Regions from separate parts of the Pelodiscus sinensis genome. Here region 2 is linked to region 1. The links are chromatin contacts, called in public Hi-C maps. All regions are on one chromosome and are shown on one strand. The core of a region is the stretch at or near the end of the contact, and the rest is flanking DNA. Distances in the headings are between cores, read along the strand shown.

Region 1 (5,280 bases), core at 714-3,213:
CTGTCCGCAGCAAGCTTGGTCCTGCCTCAACCAGAGGCTGCTCTGCGGCAGCAATACCTGTCTGCGGGAGGCTCAAACTCCCTGAGGACAGAGGCTGCGGCCCCTGCCACCAGGGACTATCAAATAATTGTGTAACTGCTAAATTTAGATATCATCCCTAATTTAAATCCAAACAGATAGGCTTGCCCCCTCCTCAGGTCCATGGCTGCTCCAGCCTGCTCTGCTGACTATCTTCCACAGCTGGGTAGCTATGCTTCACTACAGCAGTGCAGTGGAATGCAGCAGCTGGGGGATGGGGGATGGAGCAGAGGAGGCTCCCACAGCCACCTGAGGGCAGGGGTGGGAAGCAGACCCCTGCTGCTGCCCTGTGCCTTGCCTCCTACACAATCCCCTGGGCCTAGGGTGGCCACTCCAACCTGTCTTATGGATGAGATAGCTCTGGCTACTGGTCCTAATACATGAATTATATTGGCATACAGGGTAACCTGGGCAAGGTAGAAGGGTAGCACCAAGCTCTTGGAAGGGGTGGGGTGTCTCAGGTAGAATGGCACTGCCTGCGGCACTCCTCCCTTCCTTTCTCCTCCCCCCCCATCACTGCTTGTAGTGTGCTGCTTCTGCCTCATTAGGTAGCCCTAAGAGCCACCCAGAGGGCCATGGCAGTGCTCCAGTGGAAATTTTAAATGGCTTGGGGGGGGCTGAACCCCTTTAAATCACCTGGGAGCAACTGCTCCCTTTACATACACTGACACATATGCATCATATTAGTACCATAATCATACTCAGCAAACGATAACTTTTCTATTGACATCTTACTTGATACTTCATATAAGATTTGTTGAAATTATATAACAGTAGTAGCAACAATGATCTACCTGGTCATGTTTCAATCAATATATCACAAAAGACACTTTCTAGTGGCAGTTCATGGAAACTACAGCAGTTTTGACAGCTACCCAATAAATCAATTATTCTTGAATTCACATGATCCCAATTAGTAAATCTGTTCTAATCAAACATGTAGACTTAAAAATTATAAATGCATTAAAAACAGGCTGTTATATTAGAAATGCTGAGATGTGATTGCTGAATTCTACTAACAACTATTAATATCTTCAATGATTATTTGCTATCAAATATAAATAGCATGACATTTCTCTTGAGAATGCCAAAGAAAGGCAAATGCAAAGTGCCAAGTGCAATAAAAATACCATTAAAATAAATAATGTAAAGGCGTGAAATCAAGTCTGGGATGGATTACAAGGGCAAGGCCGTCCTCTTCGGGCAAGCCAAAAAACAATTCACAAATTTGTTAGTTGCTATGAGGCTTTATGCAGACACATGAACTCATAAGTTATTCTTTCAACTGCTACAGCCATGAATGACGACTGTATCATTTGGGGGGAGGGGGGTTGTGTGTGTGTGTGTGTGTGCGCGCGCGCGCGAGAGCGAGCGAGCAATATGTCACTGAAGCGAGTCTTCAGCAGCTCAATACATCCTTAAACCAGGGAAGAGCTGCTCTGGCTAGGCATGGAGGTGCAGCACCACTGCTTAAAACACAGAGCCCTGGATGCTGCGATGCACAGTCTCATCAGGGGCTGTAGGAGCTCTGCTGCAAGCAGGAACTAGGAGTGTGGGGGGCTTCAGCACCTATAGCTGCAGGGCTACACTTTGATTCAATAGCTCTTAGAACCAGCACCCCCGAGTGCAGAGGACTCACCCCAGGTGGGGTCACTGCATCCTCCTGCCCCAGGCTGGAATACATCGCCCTCTGTCCCTAGCTTGGCACAGCTCCTTCCTCTGCCCCTCTTGTGCTTGGCCCCGCCAGACTTCCACCTCTTCGGCCTGCCCTCGCCAGGCCCGGGGAACAGGAGTCAGATGGAATCCCCAGAGACTGGGCAGCAGCTTCAACAGATGTTACTGAGCACGCGCAGCTCTCACGCGCATGCTCAGGAACACCAACTTCCGGGCAGCCCGAAGACAAGGCAGCGCCAGGAAGCGGCGGGGCGACGCGCACGCGTCACGTGACGGACTGGCGGGCTTTTCCGAATCTGCCAGCGGCCGGGGAACGCCAACGGACCGGGGCGAGGAGCCGGCGCCGCGGCGGGGTGAGTGCGGGGCGGCCTCGCCGCCAGGACAGGGGCAGCGCCCCGAGCCCGAGGGGCCTGGGCAGGGCTCGCCCGTCCAGCGCGGTCCGGGCGGTACCGGGGAAGCTGCGCGGCCTCAGGGCCCGGCCCACAGGCCGGTATCACCCCGGGCCGCGCTGGGCGAGCCAGGGCCGCGCTGCCTCCAGTCTCCGCCGCGCTCAGCCTCGCCCGGGCAACCCACTAGCTTCAAAGCTGCGTACGGTCATCCAGGGCTGCGTCTGGGCCCTGCCTGTCCGTTGCTTTTGATGACCCCTCGTTGCTGAACCAAAAATACGAACATTGCACCCGGTCCTGTGCCAGCTCCTGAAAGCGTCACGGGAGACAAGTCAACAAAGGTCTGTGCTCAACACAGAGCCCAACTCAACATGCAGCTAAGTCCTAGGAACTACAAATGGTACTAGGAGAGGAGAGGGCAGATGGGGAATCTTGTCATAGAAATCAGTGATACAGCTGCTTCTGGACTGTCTTGTGCAGTTGCAAACCTTCTGAGAAAAGGGTAATACAGACTTGGAAGGGGTTCAGAAGGTGATCAAAGGTTTGGGGAAAGAATCTCACAAGGGGAGAGATTGTAATTAGACTGGCAGTCATTGCTAATGGATGTCATTGAGGGCAAGAATTTAGCAGGATTAAAAAAAGGGCTTGGAGATCCATATGGGTACATCTGAATGTCCCAAGTTGTCAAACTTTATTATAAACAATTTGGAAGCGATAGTAAAGCTTATGCTTCAGAGACTTAAGACCATCTCCAAATATTAAAGTCCAGGATAAGGCCTGATGGGAACAGATTGCCACATTTTTCTGCAGTGAGATTCTTTCACCTTCTGTGAAGCACCTGTATTAGTCACTCTTGGAGATAGAATACTGCAGTATGTGGTCTTTATCTCTCATCCCATATGTCAGTTATTATGTTCCTTCACATAGATCTCTTTGGTTTCAGAGCCTCCTGGACTTTTAAAAGCAAGGGGTGAAAGTAACTTAGAACTGCACTGGTGAGAAATTTATCACAACCTGTCCTGTGTCCCCCCCCCACCCCCCCGTGGGGGGGGCCTTGAAGCGGTGGGGAGGGTTTGAGATACAACAGTACTTGTAAGAAATTTAAGTGTGGAGTGGAGTGTAGGGATGTGAATGGGAACCTGGTAAGCATCACCATTACTAGGTGATGCTTACCAGGTAATAGTTAACTGGTTCCTCTGGGAGCAGCCCCCCATCCTCAGCCTGCCACAGGCATGGGGGCTGGGAGCCAGCAGAGCCAGAGCCAGCCCCCACCCTAGCATGGGAGCCAGGAGACAGCAGAGCCAGTCCTTTCTCCAGCGCAGGGTCTGGGAGCCAGTAGAGCCAGCCTAGCCTCAGTGTAGGAGCTTGCAGAGACAGAGGGGATGGAGACGTGAGGGCTGGAGTAGTGAGGTATCCTGCTAGTCAGCTAACTGATTAACCATTAGGTTAACCTAACATTTAACTGGTTACCTGAGTAACCTAGATTTTACATCCTTAGTTGGGGGGGTTCAGGGCTTGGGTATACAGGGAGTGCAGGAGTTATGGTGTGGGGATGCAGGAGTCAGCATTGGGTTGTATGAGGGGCTCAGGGCAGGGAACTCTGAATGGGGGATGCAGGAGCCAGGTTTGGTAGGTATGAGGAGGGATCAGGGCAGGGGGTATGAGAGAGGTCTCAGTGCTGAGGGTTATGGTGTGGGAAGTCTGGGCAGGGTGTTAGGATTGGGGCGGGGGCTGCTCAGACTAATGATGTAAAATCCCAATTAATCAGTTAACTGGATTAGATTAACCTAATGTTTAACCAGTTTACCAACTAAAAAGAATCCTGGCCGGTGGACTGCTCCAGTCTGGCTGGAACAGCGTGCTGTCAGCAGCAGGCCTCGGGCTTGGGCTCCTGGGGCCAGAGCAGCCAGTGCTAGGGCTGGTACAAGAACTAGTGGTCTCTTGTAGAAGAGAGGCATGTTTGAGCAGTGGCACCCCTTTTTTGTATTTTCTCTTAGGGGAAGTTGTATCTAATACTTGGTGCAATGGCCATGCAAATGCAATATGAAGCAAATGCAGAGACATCAACTGAGGAAGAAAGCTTTGGTCCACAGCCCATATCAAGGCTAGAGGTATGTAATAAGTAGGGATGTGACAGTCTAAATGCTTAAATGGTTAACTAAGAAGCCCAGGTTCATCGATTAACCTGGCTGACTACATGCAACCCACCTTCTTCCCCCCCATGCTGTGGCCTCTGTATCACAGGCAGCAGCACAGGGTGAGGGCAAGTCTTTGTGGAGAGCTGGCTTTTAAGCAGACTCCCTGTGAGCACTGGGCTCTTAGGGAGCCACCTGCCCCACCATCTTGCTGGCTGTGATGGTGGGGGGATAAGGATGGAGTGAGGGGAGGCAGCTCGGTGGGAGCCAGCTTAAAAGCCTGCTCCCTGTGTGCATAGGCTCCCACAGAGCTGCCTTCCCTCTCAGGTGTAAACGTGCATGTAAAATTTCAGCTGTTATGCGGTTATTAAAAAACCCATTTTTTAACATCCCTAGTAATGAGTGACTAGCTCTGGACCTCTTTGCCAAACAAACCAACAGTCTTTATATTTAACTAGAAGTTGCATTTAAAAGTTGTCACTGACTCTGCCTGTTTGATGTTTGTCAAAGAAGAAAAATCTTATCCAGAAATGTGTATTAAAAATATGAAAGATTAACTTCAGGAATGCATTAATACAAAACACTGTGTTCAGTTACCACTTTGATAATATACTGATACTCCAGGTTTTGTAATAAATGCATTGAAACTTGGGATGTGAATGACTAGTTGACTATCCAATAAGCAAATGCTTGTCAACTAGTCGCTTCCCCCGCTTGCTGCCTCTTCCAAGTGGCAGTGCTGCGTGGAGCCCGGGGTCAGCTGGCGACTCTCCCGCTGACCCTGGGCTCCACAGGGCACTGCTGCTTTGAAACACCATGGGGAACCAAATAAAATTGTACCTGAATCAACATAAAATTAACATGCCAAATATTCTGTTGGAGCAGGATGGACTAGTTTTCCTGAACCTGTATTGCTCCTTCTTCGATAGCTAATGAGTCAAATGGAGCATAGTGCCTTTTTCATGACACGTGGTATCTTTAACACTGATACTAAAACATGCAAGAGA
Region 2 (5,280 bases), core at 1,698-4,197, 260 kb after region 1:
CAAAATCTCAAAGAAAACAAGCAAGATTATACACACAATTAACAATCTGCTAACCTCTCCATAAACATTTTCTAAAAACGTAATTTTAAAATTCCAGGAACCAACATATGACAGAATGCTCCAAATCAGAGTTCCATATCCTAGTCTCTATAGTCTTTTCTCCCACCTCTCTGCCCTTCTCTCACTCCCATCCCCCAAATCCGTGGTTTCCTTTCTCCATTCCCTGTGTTTGTGTTATTGATTTATATTGCACTTTTTCAGGACAGGGATTTGTTTTAGTCTATATCTATAAAGTACCTAGCAAGTCAGGGGCCCTTTCTACATAAACAGTGAAACACAGTATTAGTTAGGCTTCAGCTAGGAGAAATGCAACCATTTCAAGAGAGGCAAATAAAGAGAATTCACTGGTGAATAATGATTACAAGAGTTTTGAAAATGACAGAATAATATTCTATCTAGAGTAAGGGGCAAATAGAGGCATAGCAACTGTCTACAAATAGGTAAAGAAATGTTATGTGTGACAGAGTCCTGTTATTTTGATTGCCCAGTCATGACAACAAGGAATACTGGGCTAAACTGAGAAATAAAGTTACACAGTCATCAATAAAGACTTAATGTTGGTCTAATCGGATAGCTTTCTTTGATAGGATAACGAATCTTGTGGATAAGGGAGAAGCGGTGGATGTCATATACCTAGACTTTAGTAAGGCATTTGATACAGTCTTGCATGATATTCTTATTGATAAACTAGGCAAATATAACTTAGATAGGGCCACGATAAGGTGGGTGCATAATTGGCTGGATAACCGTAGTCAGAGTGTTGTTGTTAACGGTGCTAAATCCTGCTGGAAAGGGATAACAAGTGGAGTTCCGCAAGGGTCTGTTTTGGGACCCGTACTGTTCAATATCTTCATCAATGATGTAGATATTGGGATAGAGAGTATGCTTATTAAGTTTGCAGATGATACCAAACTGGGTGGGGTTGCAACTTCTTTGGAGGATAGGGACATAATTCAAAATGACCTTAGCAAGTTAGAGAAATGGTCAGAGGTAAACAGGATGAGGTTTAATAAAGAGAAATGCAAAGTGCTCCACTTAGGAAGGAACAATCAGTTCCATACATACAAGATGGGAAGCGACTGTCTAGGAAGGAGCATGGCGGAAAGGGATCTTGGGGTCATAGTGGACCACAAGTTGAATATGAGTCAACAGTGTGATGCTGTTGCAAAAAAAGCAAATATGATTCTAGGTTGTATCAACAGGTGTGTTGTAAGCAAAACTCGTGAAGTCATTCTGCCGCTCTACTCTGCACTAGTTAGGCCTCAGCTGGAGTACTGTGTCCAGTTCTGGGCGCCACATTTCAAGAAAGATGTGGAGAAATTGGAAAGGGTACAGAGAAGAGTGACAAGAATGATTAAAGGTTTAGAGAACATGACCTATGAACTGGGCTTGTTTAGTTTGGAAAAAAGAAGATTAAGGGGGGACATGATAGCGGGTTTCAAATATCTAAAAGGGTGTCACAAGGAGGAAGGAGAAAATTTGTTCCTCTTGGTTACTGAGGACAGGACAAGGAGTAATGGGCTTAAAGTGCAGCAGGGGAGGTTTAGATTGGACATTAGGAAAAAATTCCTAACTGTCAGGGTGGTCAAATATTGGAATAAATTGCCAAGGGAGGTGGTGGACTCTCCCTCTCTGGAGATATTTAAGAACAGGTTAGATAGACATCTGTCAGGGATGGTGTAGACGGAGCTTGGTCCTGCCTTGAGGGCGGGGGGCTGGACTCGATGACCTCTCGAGGTCCCTTCCAGTCCTATTATTCTATGATTCTATTATTCTAATATAGACCAGGCAGGTCCACAGGCAGCACCAAAATGCAAAGATCTAGAAACAAAGCAGCCCTCGCTTCTTCCCAGAACTTAGAGGAATTTTTATGTGGAATGGCAAATTGTGCCCAAATGTAGCTATTGAGTTCATGTCTTGCAAATTTGACTGGATACATTATGCATAGTGTCTTTTGTTTTAATCCCATTTTTTCTCTATTCTTTATCTTTGTTTTAGGACATTTTAATCACAGGCTGTTAAAGCAAAGTCACTGGATCCATCCTTAACATAAGTCTGCCTTCTGATGAGCACTCAGATGAGCTCCACGATAATGGAACCAACTACTGTGGCTTTGCTGGGGGGAAAAAAGAGCGCTGTTCAGATGAGACAGTGGTTGATACAGATACAGTAAAAGCCAGTGGCCCAGGTATTGTGAATAGAAGCTTGCAAACATTTATGGGATTTTAATGGACATCATACAGACAATTACAACAAACTAGATGTTCCTAAGGGCTCTGAAGTAAGTTACATGCATCACACCTGCCTCCTCTTCGCCCTTCCTATCACTGGTCACCATCTACCCCAGTAACTCTTGCCCTACGGCGCACCCCAACGGTGCCTCTGTGCCTCAAGATCTCCACATCTCCCCCAGTTCCACGCGGCGTCTCTAGCATCAGCGGAGGGGGACCCAAGTTACTTAAGGCTTTGCCGCGCTCTGGGGTTTCACTCCCCCCGCCCAACACGGGCCCCGCATCGCTGCTGGGGGCTCAAGCTGGCGCACGACTCGCTGCACAGGCTGCCGCTTTTCTACCCCCGGCGGGGCAGCCCCACACGCGCTTTCCCGCACCGGCGGCAGGGAGCGCGCGGGACACGCCGCCACCCCCGTGGGGTCAGGCCCTGGGCGGCCCCACACGCGCTGCAGGGGCCGCGGGAGCCCGACGTCCCATCCCCCTCCGGCCAGGCCTGACCTCCTTCTCCGACGCCTTCTCCCCAACCCCCAGCAAGGCGTAGAGATCCAGCTGCAACAGCTCCTTATCGACCGCCATCTCCGCGCCGCCCCCACTGTCCGGCCGACCGGTTCCCCTGCGCCGCTGGGCCTGACCACTATCCCGCACCACTGGCTGCTGGGAAATGTAGTCTCTCCAGCCTCACATTCACCTCTATTCTTACAGCCCTAGGAGGAAGCGGAACTACAACTACCACAATGCCGCGCGCGGTCTACCGCCCACCCGGAAGTTCCCTCTCTGGCCTACCGGCAAAATCACCGCTCCCGGCAGGCTCTGCTCAGCAGGACATGCGCATTGTCTTGGGAAGTTTAGTTTTTTGTTTCAAGCCGTATAGCCCTGCGGATGGGATAGCTGGGATGTAAGGACTACAACTCCCATCGGGCCGTGCGCTGCCATGGCTTTGTTCTTGCCTACCTCGGGTGCTAGTGGGATAAGGGCAGCAAAGTTTCCTTGCCGGGCGCTGCAGCTGGAGTATCAGATCCTACTGCAAGAGTCGACGGGGCGAGGGGCTTGACGGATGCTGGCACATGCAGAGCCTCGTGGCTTGGGGACCGTACACTGGGCTGTGCGGGGTTTGCACCGACTCTGAGTCCAGACTCTCGCTGGGATTCCGGTTGTTACAGTATGTGCATAGTAGCATTGCAGCTTTGCATGGCACCTGGTTCGGACTGGGAGCTTCTGACTAGGAGCAGGGATTTTTGTCATCTTTGTGTGTATGTGCGCGTATGGCGCGGAGCACCTCTGGTTTGCTAAATACATAATAGTGTTATGGCACAGTATGTTAAAGCAGGAATTAAATCTCTGCTTTGGAGAGGTTGCATCCTAAGTACGCAAACATGTACAGTACAACGGGCTGTAGATGTTATTGCCGATAGGCTTTATAGAAGAAGGCGAGCTAGACTGGCTGAGATTTGGAGGAGAGGGAGAGCACTTTGGTGATCTCATCTTAGCTGTAAACATAGAACGTAGTCATTTAGGAGATCAGCAAATTATAATGTTATTTATTATTATCAATGCTTTCATTAAAGGTTTTTGTTTGTAAATGTTAAGCAAGGATCTGATCCCTTCTCCTCCTCTCTCTGATGAAAGAATCTGGGACCATCATTTCTACAATCAGTCGTTCAGGAAGTAAACAACCACTGATACACCATAATTCATCATTTCCCCCAATAGTCTTCCATTCCTCTTCTGAAGGAGAAGAATATTCCAGCACAGCTCTATCTGGACAAATAAACAGCTTCAGGGGATAAACTACTTCCTTTTGTACAGCTGTGAGAGAGTGAGCCTGCATTGCCCATTGGCGCTATGGATAGAAGGTGTTATGGCTGTGCATCCAAGTTTACTGTCTTCAGAAAAGAGGCAAGTCTCTCTTCAACACTGCTGGATAAAATATCTGACTCTCTAAAAAGACAGTTAGGCAGTAGAGTAAGTTTTCTTATGGTAGTGCTTGCTCAATGTAATCTGAAATGCCAACAATTTGAGGTTCCTCATATCAGAAATCGTAATCCCACCTACGGATGTAATAGTGTAGTTGATTAACCGATAAGCAAAAGCTTATAGGTTAATGCTGGAGACTACACGCATTTCCCTCCCCACCTCCACCCCACCTTGCCAGTACATTTTTTAGCAGGCTGGCCAGCAGCCTGTTTCAGTCCTGGGTCACGCTGGGTTAGGGACCAGCCCCCTGCTGCAGATCTTCACTTACAGTGTATTAAGAGCCTGGCGGGCAGGCAGCCCAGCGCAGTTCCAGTTCATGCCAGGTCCTGTGAGGGGATCTGGTTTTAAATTGGCTCCCTGCCTGGCACTCCATGCAGCTGCCTCTGATACAGAGGCAGCAGTACGGAGTGGCATGGGGCTCCTCGGGAGTGGAGTGCCAGCTCCTCTCCTGGTGACTATAGAATAGTCGAGTAACCGATAAGAATTTGTGAGGTTACTCGACTATTCACTTAACTGATATTTAACATTCCTAACCCCACCTCCCACTCTGCTTTACATTTTACAGTTAAAACCTGCTAAGCTTGTTTGACTCTAAGTACATTTTTTATGTGCGTCTCTGTCATTGTTTTCCTTAATTGCATATTAATGACAGACATTGTAATCTCTCTGTATTTAAAACATGTAGGAATTGCTATAATAGTGCAGACTTGTGGTCCATGTAATCTGATAGTCTCCAAATCCTTCAAAGGAAAGAGTGAACCCTTTACTCTACTGTGGGAGGAAATGGCATTGCTGACTCTAGTGGTGATCAGCTTGTGTCTTAAACACTGAAAACTCGTATGTTAGGTATTCTAGCTACAGTAGCTGCAACTACTATTCTTATTCATACAAATATTTCATTTTTCTTTTAAAGACATTTCTCTGAAATATTTTGTGGAAGTTTCTCCGACCTGGTGCATATCCCTGAATCTCTCTGGTATATTTCACAGAATTGTTACAACCAGGCAATGAGACA

Evidence for each region. A called contact is a pair of places that touch in the nucleus more often than the background predicts.
Region 2: a contact with region 1 is called in a Hi-C map of blood, with 4 times the contacts expected there. The contact joins the promoter of DNAJC17 here to the promoter of RAD51 in region 1. A contact is called at or near these places in 3 of 5 Hi-C or Micro-C datasets (blood, liver and an unstated tissue).

What each region holds. Positions count from the first base shown.
Region 1 is chr4:63,242,586-63,247,865 of ASM4963464v1, forward strand. RAD51 (RAD51 recombinase) reads left to right here and starts at 1,964. Exons shown (of 10, transcript XM_075927111.1): 1 at 1,964-2,105; 2 at 4,136-4,249. The coding sequence starts at 4,163. LOC142829127 (a long non-coding RNA gene) reads right to left here and starts at 1,890. Exons shown (of 2, transcript XR_012903436.1): 1 at 1,718-1,890.
Region 2 is chr4:63,500,494-63,505,773 of ASM4963464v1, forward strand. It overlaps DNAJC17 (DnaJ heat shock protein family (Hsp40) member C17), which reads right to left and starts at 2,948. Exons shown (of 12, transcript XR_012903435.1): 1 at 2,790-2,948. ZFYVE19 (zinc finger FYVE-type containing 19) reads left to right here and starts at 3,149. Exons shown (of 12, transcript XM_075927108.1): 1 at 3,149-3,450; 2 at 4,002-4,187. The coding sequence starts at 4,134.